2 separate regions of the Sus scrofa genome follow, and region 2 is linked to region 1. A link is a contact called in public Hi-C data. All regions are on one chromosome and are shown on one strand. The core of a region is the stretch at or near the end of the contact, and the rest is flanking DNA. Distances in the headings are between cores, read along the strand shown. Region 1 holds the start of LOC110255686 (patched domain-containing protein 3-like). Region 2 has its middle 100 kb from the start of RSU1.

Region 1 (6,470 bases), core at 3,508-6,007:
AAAATTTTTACTCTTCAACAAAGGTTGCTGGGCAACCTGGACAGCTACTTTAAATTAATAAAGTTAAAACACACCCTCACACCATACACACAAATAAACTCGAAATGGCTTAAAGACTTAAATAAAACACGACACCATAAAACTTCTAGGACATAGGCAAAACATTCTCTGACATAAATCCTATCAAAGTTTTCTTAGGTCAGTCTCCCAAGGCAATAGAAATAAAAATAAAAATAAACAAATGGGAACTGAACAAACTTATAAGCTTCTATATAGCAAAGGAAATCATAAACAAAATGAAAAGACAACCTATAGACTGGGAGAAAATATTTGCAAACAATGCAACTGACAAGGGATTGATTTCTAAGATATACAAACAGCTCATCCAACTCAATAACCAAAAAACAAACCACCCAATCAAAAAATGGGTAGAAGATCTAAAACAGACATTTCTCCAAAGAAGACATACAGGTGGCCAGTAGGCACATGAAAAGATGCTCAGCATTGGTAATTACTAGAGAAAGGCACGTCAAAATGACAATGAGGCACCACCTCACACTGGCCAGAATGGTCATCATTGAAAAGCCAAAAAATGAATGCTGTGGAGGATGTGGAGAAGAGGAAACCCTCCTACACTGTTGGTAGGAATGTGAATTGGTGCAGCCATGATGGAAAACAGTATCAAGATTCCTCAAAAAACTAAATATAGAGTTTCCACATGACCCATCGATCCTACTTCTGGGTCTATATCTGCAGAAAACTATAATCTGAAAAGACAGATGCCCTCCAATGTTCACAGCAGCACTCCTCACAATAGCCAAGACATGGAAGCCACCTAAAGGTCCACTGACAGAGGAATGGATAAAGAAGATGTGGTACGTATATACAATCAAATACTACTCAGCCGTGAAGAAGAGTGAAATAACGCCATTTGCAGCAACACAGATAGACCCAGCGATTATCATACTAAGTCAGTCAGAAAGAGAAAGACAAATACTATATGATATCACTTATCTGTGGAATCTAAAACAGGACACAAATGAACTTATTTACCAAACAGAAACAGGCTCACCAATAGAAAACAAACTCATTGTTACCCAAGGGGAAAAGGGGTGTGGGAGGGATAAATTGGGAGTTTGGGATTAACAAATACACACCCGCTCTACACAAAATAGATAAACAACAAGGTCCTATGGCATAGCTCAGGGATCTATATTCAATAGCCCAAGATAAGCCATAATGGAAAAGAAGATGATAAAGAATATGTATATACATCTGTATACCCAAATCACTTTGCTGTACCCCGAAACTGACACACAATGTAAATCAACTATACCTCAATAAAAAGAGGAGCACACACATAAATTTTAAAGTAGATTATAATCAGTGAAAGGGAAACAGTTCTTAGGTCTATTGTAAAACAAAATCTACAACTTGTTTAAAAAATTAGTTAATTCAGGAGTTTTGGTTGCGGTTCAGTGGGCTAAGAACCCAACATATTGTCCATAGCGTAGGTTGCAGACGCAGCTTGGATCTGGTGTTCTGCTATGGCTGAGGCGTAGGCCAGCACCGGCAGTTGTGATTCACCCTAGTCTGGGAACTTCCATATACCGCAGGTGCAGCTGTAAAAGAAAAAAAATCAGTTAATTCAACTACAAACATAAGGCCTGGCAACCAACAAAATGGGGTGGGAGGGAGGGGGGGGTGGAGAGACTCATGACTCAAAACACAGGAAAAAGTGATCATTTCTTTAAAGTCTGAATGGCTTCTATAAACAAGAAGAAAATCCCAAGAGTCCAAAATGAAAACTGGGAACAGATAGGAGAGTTCACTCAAAGAGGAAATAGGATGGCTCTAAGGAGTAAATTAAAAATGAAACCAAAATTAAATACCAATGGAACAAATCAAACTCTTTAATGACATTCTGGGATAGGCGGTGGAAAAAGAAAACTTCATACACGGATTATGCGGATGTACATCGATAGAACTACTATGGACTTTAATCAATAACTTTGACATTTAAAATGGGATATGCTTTGGCCCAGTAAATCCTCCCTTTTAAAAAATATCTCACAAATATAGTGCTTGTACTCTGAATAAAAGGTATTCATTCACTTAGCACTGTTGATATCGGCAACACACACTAAACAATCCACAGGTTGTTATGAAATTAGGTTATAGCTAACTAATGTTCCACTTATAGAGTGGAAAAGTACAGAGCAGTTGAAAAGTGTAAGATAGGAGTTCCCGTCTTGGCTCAGTTAATGAACCCGACTGGTACTCATGAGAACACAGATTTTATTCCTGGCCTTGCTTAGTGGGTTAAGGGTCTGGCATTTCCATGAGCTGAGGTGCAGGTCACAGACATGGCTCAAATCCCACACTGCTGTGGCTCTGGTATAGGCCGGCAGCTACAGCTCCGATTCCACCCCTAGCCTGGGAATCTTCATATGCCATGGGTGCAGCCCTAAAAAGACAAAAGACAAAAAAAAAAAAAAAAACTGTAAGATAAAGCTACACACACTCCCAGGCTAAGATCCTTTGACATATTTGGTGATTTGCATACACAGTGCAATAATACTTATGAAAAATACATGCTTACATCTATTTTGATATGCCTGCAAATACAAAGAGAACAGTTTGTAAGAATAAACACCCACTTTTAAACCCTTGGATAAAGAAGAGGAATGGACACCTATGATCAATTAATCTTTGACAAAGGAGGCAAAATATAAAATAGGACAAAGACAGTCTTTTCAGCAAGTGGAGCTGGGAAAACTGGACAGCCTCATGTAAATCAATGACACTGCAATGCATCCTCACACCATGCAAAAAAATAAACTCAAAATGGCTTAAAGACTTAGATGTAAGACAAGACACTATCAAACTCCTAAAAGAGAACATAGGCAAAACATTCTCTGAGATCAACCTTACAAATGTTTTCTCAGGTCAGTCTCCCATGGCAACAGAAATAAAAGCAAAAATAAGCCAATGGGACCTAATCAAACTGACAAGCTTTTGCACAGCAAAGGAAACCATAAAAAAACAACAACAGCAACAACAAAAAAAACAACTTACAGAATGGGAGAAAATAGTTTCAAACAATGCAATTGACAAGGGCTTAATCTCTAAAATATACAAACAACTTAAACAACTCAACAGCAAAAAAGCCACCAACCCAATTGAAAAATGGGCAAAAGACCTGAATAGACATTTCTCCAAAGAAGATATACAGATGGCCAACAAGCACATGAAAAAATGCTCAACATCACTGATTATTAAAGAAATGCAAATCAAAACTACCATAAAGTACCAGCTCACACAAGTCAGAATGGCCATCATTAATAAATCCACAAATAACGAATGCTGGTGAGGGTGTGGAGAAAAGGGAACCCTCCTGCACTGTTGGTGGAATTGTAAATTGGTAAAACCACTATGGAATATATATGGAGGTACCTCAGAAAACTAAATATAGAACTACCATATGACCCAGCAATCCCACTCTTGGGCATCTATCAAGACAAAACTTTCCTTAAAAAAGACACATGCACCCACATGTTCACGGCAGCACTATTCACAATAGCCAAGACATGGAAACAACCCAAATGTCCATTGACAGATGATTGGATTAGGAAGATGTGGTATATATGCACACAATAGACTACTACTCAGCCATAAAAAAGAACAGAATAATGCCATCTGCAGCAACACGGATGGAACTAGACTCTCATACCAAGTGAAGTCAGAAAGACAAATATGATATTACTTATATCTGGAATCTAACATACTGCACAAATGAACCTTTCCACAGAAAAGAAAATCATGGATATGGAGAACAGACTTGTGGTTGCCAAGGTAGAGGGGGAGGGAGTGGGATGGATGTATGGGGAATTTGGGGTTCATAGATGCAAACTATTGCCTTTGGAATGGATAAGCACTGAGATCCTCCCGTACAGCACTGGGAACTGTATCTAGCCACTTATTATGGAGCATGATAATGTGAGAAAAAAGAATGTATATATCTATGTGTGACTGGGTCACCTTGCTGTGCAGTAGAAAATTGACAGAACACTATAAATCAGCAATAATGGAAAGAATAAAAAGCATTTTTGTAAAAAAGGAGAGGAATGGGAGAGAAGGACATTTTAGCTTTCAGTTTGGGGTTTTTGTTTTTTTCACTTTTCATTCTATGCATTAACTTCTAACTTATTACAAGAAGAATGCTATGTCTGTAGCTACAAAGTAAGAACAATTAAGTTAGGTGTACCAGACTCACCAAAGCTTTACCCTAAGAACCTTGCTTCTGGATGATCCCCACCCCACCACTGCCCCGCAAGGTAAAAGCCGCCACTTAGAACACTTGTTCTCTGTCTCTCTCTGTCTCGTGTGTGTGTGTGTGTGTGTGTGTGTGTGTGTGTGTGTGTGTGTGTTTGTGTGTGTGCTGTGTATGTCTTTGTATGCGCGCCCGTGAACAAGCCAGACTCTCCCTGGAAGTTGAGTCTTGCAGACAGGCACGCATTTCACCCGCCTTTAAGAAGGTCCATCCTGAGAGGATGGGCGCCAGGGACAAATTTGGGGCTACCACGCGCTCCCCACCGAAGCACCAGCATCGGAGAGCGAGCAGCCGGAGCTTAAACGGATTCCCGCAGACTTTCTCCACAAAACCGTTGGGTGGGGTCCACGCGCCCCCCAACGAAGCCCCAGCATTGGGGAGCGAGCAGCCCGAGCTCAAACGGACTCCCGCAGACTTTCTCCAGGAACGGTTGGGTGGGGTGGAGAAGGGCGCTCCTGTCTGATCTGCCGTCCAGTTGGAGACGTTTGAGACCGTGGCCTTTCCTGCCGCCCAGAAATGAACCTTGGCTCCGCTAAGGTTGCGCCACAGGAGGAGGAAGAGGAGGAGGAGGAGGAGGAGCGCCTGCGGGGGGCGGGGAAACAGCCGGGCTCAGCATCCGAGGGGCGGGGGCCGGAGGCGGGGCCTGAGGCGGCCTCGGAGAGGGGCTCGCAGCTGCCTGGCGAGCCCGGGTCTCCGCCGCCGACGCAGCTCTGGGCGTCCGGTCAGGGGCCGGAACCCGACCTCAGCTGGGCGTCAGGGCAGCGCGCAGAGCCGGCACCCGAGAGGCAGCAGCCAGCGCGGTCTCCATCCGACAACCAGGTGTCCACGAAGCCCCGCTGCCACACCAACTGTCTGGAGGCGCCCCTGTCCCGAGCCTTCGGGCGGCTGGGATGGGCGGTGGGCTCGCACCCCTGGGTCTTCCTGCTGCTGCCCATGGTTTTGACGGCTCTCCTCGGCTGTGGCTTGATTTACCTGCCCAAGGATGCAGAAGAAGATATCGAGGAGCAGTACACTCCCATAGGGAGCCCGGCCAAGGCTGAGCGACGCTTTGTGCAGGGCCATTTCACCGCCAACGACTCTTACTACTTCTCCTTCTCCAGGAAGAGCACCGAGGTCAATTATGCTTTTGTTCTGGTGGTCTCCAACTCCGCCTCGCTGCTGCAACGAGAAAGCTTTCTCGAAATTGAGAAAGTGGACGAGGCAGTGCGGGCTTTGTCCGTGATGGGGGAAAACGGAACCCAGATCCAGTACAATGAGGTGTGCTCCAGGCACCAGGGCTACTGCGCCCCCTCCAACCCACTCTTGTTAGCCTGGAGAACAAACAGGGACTTCAACCTGCGCAACATCACTTACCCCATCTTCAGCCTAGCAGGTCGTATCACCTACCTGGCCGGCGTCCTGGGAGGAACCGTCTTAGGCGAGAGTTTGGGCCCGAGCCATTTACTCCTAGAGGCCAAAGCCATGCGACTGGGGTACTTCTTGAAGACGGGAGAAGAGGACAACCAGCGGAGCAAAACCTGGCTGATGCATTTCCTGAACCAAGTGAAGGACCTGGAGAAGAGTCTGGCTTTGGAGACTATCCAGGTACCCGGCTGCTGGGTTTTCAAGGGAGGCCAAGAGCAGGCGGGAGGGATGGTGAGACTTGTTCCGAGGACCATAGCAATAGCATCCTTGATTATCGGATGGAGTCTTGACGTGAAACTCAAGTCCTCTACTGCATTTGGTCCTTAATCCAACTTTCCTAAAGTAACACACTGAAGGCTGCCCCAAATCTTAAATCCTTGGTACCGTTCTGGTGAAAAACCACAAGCCCTACATCCTCAAGGTAGGTCTCCTCAGTACAGACATGGATCTTCAGGTTTAGTTTGGTTTCTGGGTCAAATTACTTTGAAATTCTTACTTTGAGTTAGTCTTTACTGTTTCTGGGAGCCCCCTAAAATTTGCTTGGAGTTCATTGGAATAAAAAAAATAACAAATCTTTAAGCAAAATCCCTTGGTGTTCTTGAGAAGGGTAACTAGCTGAGCAATTTTGAAGTATATTAGAGCACAGACCCAGGCACAAGTCAGCTCTTTCTTATTTGTTGGGATGGCAGACCCACTGATACCCTGAATAAGACTGGTAAAAGTGAGACACCTA
Region 2 (6,581 bases), core at 3,673-6,172, 2.0 Mb after region 1:
GTTAGCCAGAGCAATTAGACTGCAAATAGAAATAAAAGGAATCCCATTTAGAGAGGAAGAAGTGTAACTACCTCTTTTCACAGATTATATGATCATATACATATGAAGAACCCAAAGAATTCACAAGAAAACCACTAGAGGTAGTAAACAAATTCAGTAAAGCTGCAGGATGCAATACCAACACAGAGAATCTATTGTTTCTCTCTGTGTGCAATGAACACTCCAAAAGGAAACTGAGAAAGCAATTCCATTTAGTGTTTAAAATAATATTTAGGAAAAATTTAACCAAACAAGTGAAAGACCTATACACTGGAAACTACAAAACATTGGTGAAAGAAACTAAAGAACAAAATTAGTGGAAAGACATTCTTAGTTCATGGGGAGGAAGACTTGACATTGTCAAAATGACACTCTCACCTAAAGCAATCTGCAGATTCAATACAGTCTCTATCAATGGATTTTTTTTTCCAGAAATAGAAAGGTCAACACTCAAATTCATATGGAATTACAAAATTCATGGTTATTCAAAATAATCTTAGAAAAAAAAAACCCTCTAAGACTGATGTCCAGATTTCAAAACTTATAACAAAGCTGTAACAATGAAAACAGTGTGGTACTAGTATATAGACAGACATACAGGCCAATGGAATAGAACTGAGTGTCTAGAAGTAAACCCACAAGTCTAGAGCGCACTGATTTTTGACACGGATGCCAAGTCTAATCAAGCAGAAAAGAACAGTCTCTTCAACAAATGGTACTTGGGCAAGTGCATTTCCAAATGTCCAAGAATGAAGTTGGATCCCTACTTTGCATCATATGTAACAAAGAATTAAAAACTGATCAATCACCTAAATAGAGCTGGAACCATAGAACCTTTGAAGAAAAGATAGTGTAAGTGTCCATGACCTTAGACTTGTCAATGGACTCTTTAACACCAAAAGCAAAAGTAGCAAAAATAAAAATAGGTAAGTTGAATTAAATTTTGGGGGAGTTTCCTTGTGGCACAGTGAGTTAAGGATCTGGCATTGCCACTGCAGCAGCTGAGGTCACTGCTTTGACATGGGTTCTACTGCTGGCTTGGGAATTTGCGTATGTAATGGACATGGCCATAAAATTTTTTAATTTTTGTGCATTAAAGGACATTAGAAAGAAAGTAGAGATAATCTATCAAGTGGGAGAAAATATTTGAAAATCATATTCTTGATAATGATTTATCTCTAAAACATATAAAGTACACATCAAAAACAAGACTCAACAACAAAAGGACAAACAACTTCATTAAAAATAGGCAAAGTGAGTTCCTGTGGTGGCTCATCAGGTTAAGAACGTGACTAATATCCATGAGGGTGTTCGATCCCTGGCCTTGCTCAATGGGTTAAGGATCTAGCATTGCTGCAAGCTGAGGCGTAGGTCACAGATGCAACTCAGATCTGGTATTGCCGTGGCTGTGGCACAGGCCAGCAGCTGCAGTTCCAATTCAACCCCTAGCCTGGGAACTTCCATATGCCACAGGTGTGGCCCTGAAAAGAAAAACAAAAAAATGGGCAAAGGACTTGAATAGGGATTGCCCCAAAGAAGATACACAAATGACCAATAAGCACATAGAAAGATATTTAATTAATAATGAGGGAAATGCAAATCAAAACCACAATGAGGAGTTCCTGTCGTGGCGCAGTGGTTAACGAATCCGACTAGGAACCAGGAGGTTGCGGGTTCGGTCCCTGCCCTTGCTCAGTGGGTTAACGATCCGGCGTTGCCGTGAGCTGTGGTGTAGGTTGCAGACGTGGCTCGGATCCCGCGTTGCTGTGGCTCTGGCGTAGGCCGGTGGCTACAGCTCCGATTTGACCCCTAGCCTGGGAACCTCCATATGCCGCGGGAACGGCCCAAGAAATAGCAACAACAACAACAACAACAACAAAATAAATAAATAAATTTAAAAAAAAAAACACCACAATGAGATGTCACTTTGCACCTACTAGGATGGCTATAATCACTAAAACGGAAAATAACAGGTATTGGTGAGGATGTTGAGAAATTGGAAAGCATGTAATTTGCTGGTGGGCATAAAATGGTGTAGCCTCTCTGGAAAATAATTTGATGGTTCTTCGTAAACCTAACCAGAGGAGTTCCCACTGTGGTGCAGTGGGTTAAGGATCTGGTGTTGTCCCGGTTGCAGCACAGGTTCTGTCCTCAGGCTGGTGCAGTGGGTTAAGGATCTGGAGTTGCAGCACATGTGGCATAGATCACAGTTGCAGCTTGGATTAAGTCCCTGGTCTAGGAACTTCCATATGCCGAGGGTGCAGCCAAAAAAAGCTAATCAGAGAATAAGCATACAACCCACTAGTCCACACCCAGGTAGATACTTGAAAAGAATAAAAAACAGGGGCTCAAACAGAGCTATGTACACCAATGTTTATTGCAGCCTTATTCACAACAGTCAAAAAGTGGAAACATTCCAAGTGCCCATCAACAGATAAATAAATAAACAAAATGTTGTTTATATATAAAATGGAGTATTACTCAGTCATGAAAAGGAACTCATGCTACTACATGCATAAACATTGTAACCATTATGCTAAGTGAAGTAAACTAGTCACAAAAGGACAAATACTGAATGATTCCATTTAATATATAATCTTGAGAATATGCAAATTCATGGAGACAGAAAATAGATTAAAGGTTAACCAGAACTCAGGAAAGGAAGTGGGGATTTACTGCTTAATGGTTAGAGTTTCTGTTTGGAGTGATGGCAGATATTTGTAAGGAAATGTTTTTGGTGGTGGCACAATGGTGTGAATGCATTTAATACCACTGAATTATACCCTTAAAAATATTTTTAAGGAGTTCCCATTGTGGCTCAGCTGTAATGAACCCGACTAGTATCCCACAAAATAGTCGTTGCTTCCCACAAAATCTCTGGCATGCTTTCCAAAGTTTCTTTCAAAAATCTAAAGTTTAAAACTCTGGAATATTATGAAATCAGAATCTGATATAAAACTGTGAAATCATGAATAACTATAGACCTTCTGGCTTTTCCAGATTTTTATTAGGTTGTCTTCTTGTACCATTTTAATTGCACAAATATCATTTCAGAAAGGCCTGGCTATTTCAAAGGCTTTTTCCAGTAGGTGTCTCTCTTTCACCAGTCTTACTCAGGCTATCAGTAGGTTTGCCATCCCAAAAAAGTAAGAAACAGCTATGTGCCTGGGTCTGTGACCTAATTTATTTTAAAAATACTCAGCTAGGGAGTTTCCGTCCTGGCTCAGTGGTTAACAAACCCAACTAATATCCATGAGGACACAGGTTCAATCCCTGGCCTTGTTCAGCAGGTTAAGGATCCAGCATTGCCCTGAGCTGTGGTGTAATTTGCAGCTGGGCTCAGATCCTGGGTTGTTGTGGCATAGGTGTAGGAGGGCTGCTACAGTTCTGATTGGGCCCCTAGCCTGGTAATTTCCGTATGCCACCTGCCACCCTAAAAAGCAAATGCTCAGCTAGTTATCTTTCTCAAGAACACCATGCAACTTTTGCCTAAAGATTTGTTTTTTTTTTATTCCAATGAACTCCAAACAAATTTTAGGGGGCTCACAGAAACAATAAAGACTTTAACTCAAAGTAAGAATTTCAATGTAATTTGACCAGGTAACCAAACTAAACCTTAAGGTCAATGTCTGTACTAAACAGACCTACCCTGAGGATATAGGATTTATGGTTTTTCACCAGAATGGTACCAAGGATTTAAGATTTGGGGCAGCCTTCAGTGTGTTACTTTAGGAAAGTTGGATTAAAGACCAAATGCAGTAGAGGACTTCCAGAGTTTCACGTCAAGACTCCATCTGATAATCAAGGATGCTATTGCTATGGTCCCCGGAAAAGTCTTACCATCCCCCCACCTGCTCTTGGCCTCCCTTGAAAACCCAGCAGCCGGGTACCTGGATAGTCTGCAAAGCCAGACTCTCTTCCATGTTCTTCACTTGGTTCAGGAAATGGATCAGCCACTTTTTTTGTTCTGCTGATTGTCCTCTTCTCCAGTCTTCATGGAGTACCACAGCTGCATGGCTTTGGCCTCCAGGAATAATTGGCTCGGGCCCAAACTCTCGCCTAAGACAGTTTCTCCCAGGACGTAGATAATAGGACCTGCTAGGCTGTAGATGGGGAAGGTGATGTTTTGCAGGTTGAAGTTCCTGTTTGTTTTCCAGGAGAAAAAGAGCGGGTTGGAGGGGGCGCAGTAGCCCCGGTGCAGGTGGTGGAGCAGACCTCCTTGTACTGGATCTGGGTTCCGTTTTCCCCTCCATCACGGACAAAGCCCTTACCGCCTTGGCCATTGTATTAATTTCGGACAAGATTTCTTGTTTCAGCAACGAGGCGGTGTTGGAGACCGCTAGAATAAAAGCATAATTGACTCTGTGTTCTCCCCGGAGATGAAATGAGTCGTTGGCGGCGAAACGGCCCTGCACAAAGCGTCGCTCAGCCTTGACCGGGCTCCCTGTGTCTTCTTCTGCATCCTTGGGCAGGTAAATCAAGCCAGAGCCGAGATGGGCCGTCAAAACCAGGGGCAGCAGCAGGAAGACCTAGAAGTGGGAGCTCACCTCCGCTCCCAGAGGCTGGAAGGTGCGGGACTGGGGCGCCTCCAGCAGTTGGTGTGGCAGCAGGGCTTCTCGGACACCAGGGGCTCCGATAGAGACCGCGCCGGCTGCTGCCAATCCGGTGCAGGCTCTGTGCGCTGCCCTGACGCCCAGCCGAGTTCGGGTTCCCATCCTTGACTGGACACCCAGAGCTGCAGCGGAGGGGACCCAGGCAGCTGCGAGCCCCTCTCAGAGGCCCCCTCAGGCCCCGCCTCAGGCTCCCGCCACTCGGATGCTGAGCCCGGTTCCATCCCCGCCTCCCGCGTAACCTTAGCCGAGCTAAGGCTTATTTCTGGGCAGGAAAGGCCACGGTCTCAAAGGTCTCCAACTGGACGGCAGATCAGACAGGAGCGCCCTTCTCCACCCCACCTAACGGTTTCCTGGAGAAAATCTGCGGGAGTCCGTTTGAGCTCCCGCTGCTCGCTTCCGAATGCTGGCGCTTCGTCGGGAGGCGCGTGGATCCCACCCAACGGTTTCCTGGAGAAAGTCTGCGGGAGTTCGTTTGAGCTCGGGCTTCTCTTGACCGGATGGTGGGGCTCCGTTGGGGAGCGCGTCGTAGCCTAACTAGCCCCAGATTTGTCTCATCCTCTCAGGATTCAGTTAATACAAGAAACCCTTCTTAAAGGCGAGTGAAATGCATGCCTCGCCTCTAAGACTCACAACTTACTGGGAGATTTTGGCTTGTTCGCAGGCGCGCACACACAGACACACACACAAGGGAGTGTCGGCTTTTATCTTGCGGGTAGGGGGTCGTGGGAGAGGGGGGCAGGATCATACAGAAGCATTTTTCTCAGGGTAAGGCTTTGGTGAATCTAATTTCATTGTTTTCATTTTTTAGCTACAGACATAACATTCTCCTTGTAAAAAGAAGTAAATGCATAGAATGAGAAGTGAAAAAAAGAGAAAAAAAACCCCCAAAATTCAGCCCTAAAACGTCCTTCTCTCCCATTCCTCTTCTTAATGTAGGGTTTAAATGTGTTTATCCTTAAAAAGTGTTTTCTTTGCATTTGCAGGCATATCAAAATAGATACAAGTATATATTTTCATAAGTATTCTTGCACTGTGTATGCAAATCACCAAATATGTCAAAGGATCTTAGCCTGGGAGTGCGTGTAGCTTTATCTTACACTTTTCAACTGCTATATATTTTCCAGTTTATAAGTGAAACATAAATTAGCCATAACCTAATTTCATAACAACCTATGGATTGTTCAGAGTGTGTTGCTGATATTAACAGCGCTAAGTGAATGAATGCCTTTTATTCAGAGTGCAAGCACTATATTTGTGGTTTTTTCTTTTTTTTGAAAGGGGGGATTTACTGAGCCAAAGCATATACCATTTTAAGTGTCAAATTATTGATAAAAATCCAAGAAGTTCTATCAATTTATATCCTCATAAGCAGTGTGTGAAGTTTTTTTTCTGCAGCCTATCCCAGAATGTCATTAAAGAGTTTGATTTGTGTCATTGGTATCTTATTTTGGTTTTATTTTTCATTTACTCCTTTGAGCCATCTTATTTCCTCTTTGGGTGAACTCTCCCATCTGTTCCTAGTTTTTGGTTTTTCTTTTCTTTTTTCTTTTTTTTGGGGACTATTAGGATTTTCTTCTTGATTATAGGACCTATTTATACACTTTTTCCTGTGTTTTGAGTCATGAGTCTCTCCACCCCCCCACCACGTCCCACCCCCTTTTGTTAGTTGAATTAACTGATATACATGTATTTTCTTTTACAGCTGCACCTGGGAGTTCCCAGGCTAGGGGTCAAATTGGAGCTGCAGCTGCCTGTCTACGCCACAGCCATAGCAACACCAGATTCTAGCCACGTCTGTAACCTACACTGCAGCTTGCGGCAATGCCTGATCCTTAACCTGCTGAGTGATGCCAGGGATCGAACCCACATGCTCACAGACACTACAGCAGGTTCTTAACACACTGATCCACAACAGGAACTCCTGAATTA

The links. A called contact is a pair of places that touch in the nucleus more often than the background predicts.
Region 2: a Hi-C map of differentiating spermatogonia shows a contact between it and region 1, with 4 times the contacts expected there. The contact joins the enhancer-like site here to the promoter of LOC110255686 in region 1. A contact is called at or near these places in 5 of 47 Hi-C or Micro-C datasets (differentiating spermatogonia, fetal skeletal muscle, heart right ventricle and 2 more).

What each region holds. Positions count from the first base shown.
Region 1 is chr10:42,982,390-42,988,859 of Sscrofa11.1, forward strand. LOC110255686 (patched domain-containing protein 3-like) reads left to right here and starts at 4,758. Exons shown (of 4, transcript XM_021064808.1): 1 at 4,758-5,917. The coding sequence starts at 4,850.
Region 2 is chr10:44,972,124-44,978,704 of Sscrofa11.1, forward strand. It overlaps the pseudogene LOC100525069. Among named protein-coding and RNA genes, the nearest start is that of RSU1, 100 kb to the right of the region's middle. Within about 2 kb of position 4,923, at least 4 of the 83 cell types and tissues checked have an H3K27ac peak or open chromatin away from gene starts, as enhancers often do. A contact at or near this core is called in differentiating spermatogonia, where this site is marked.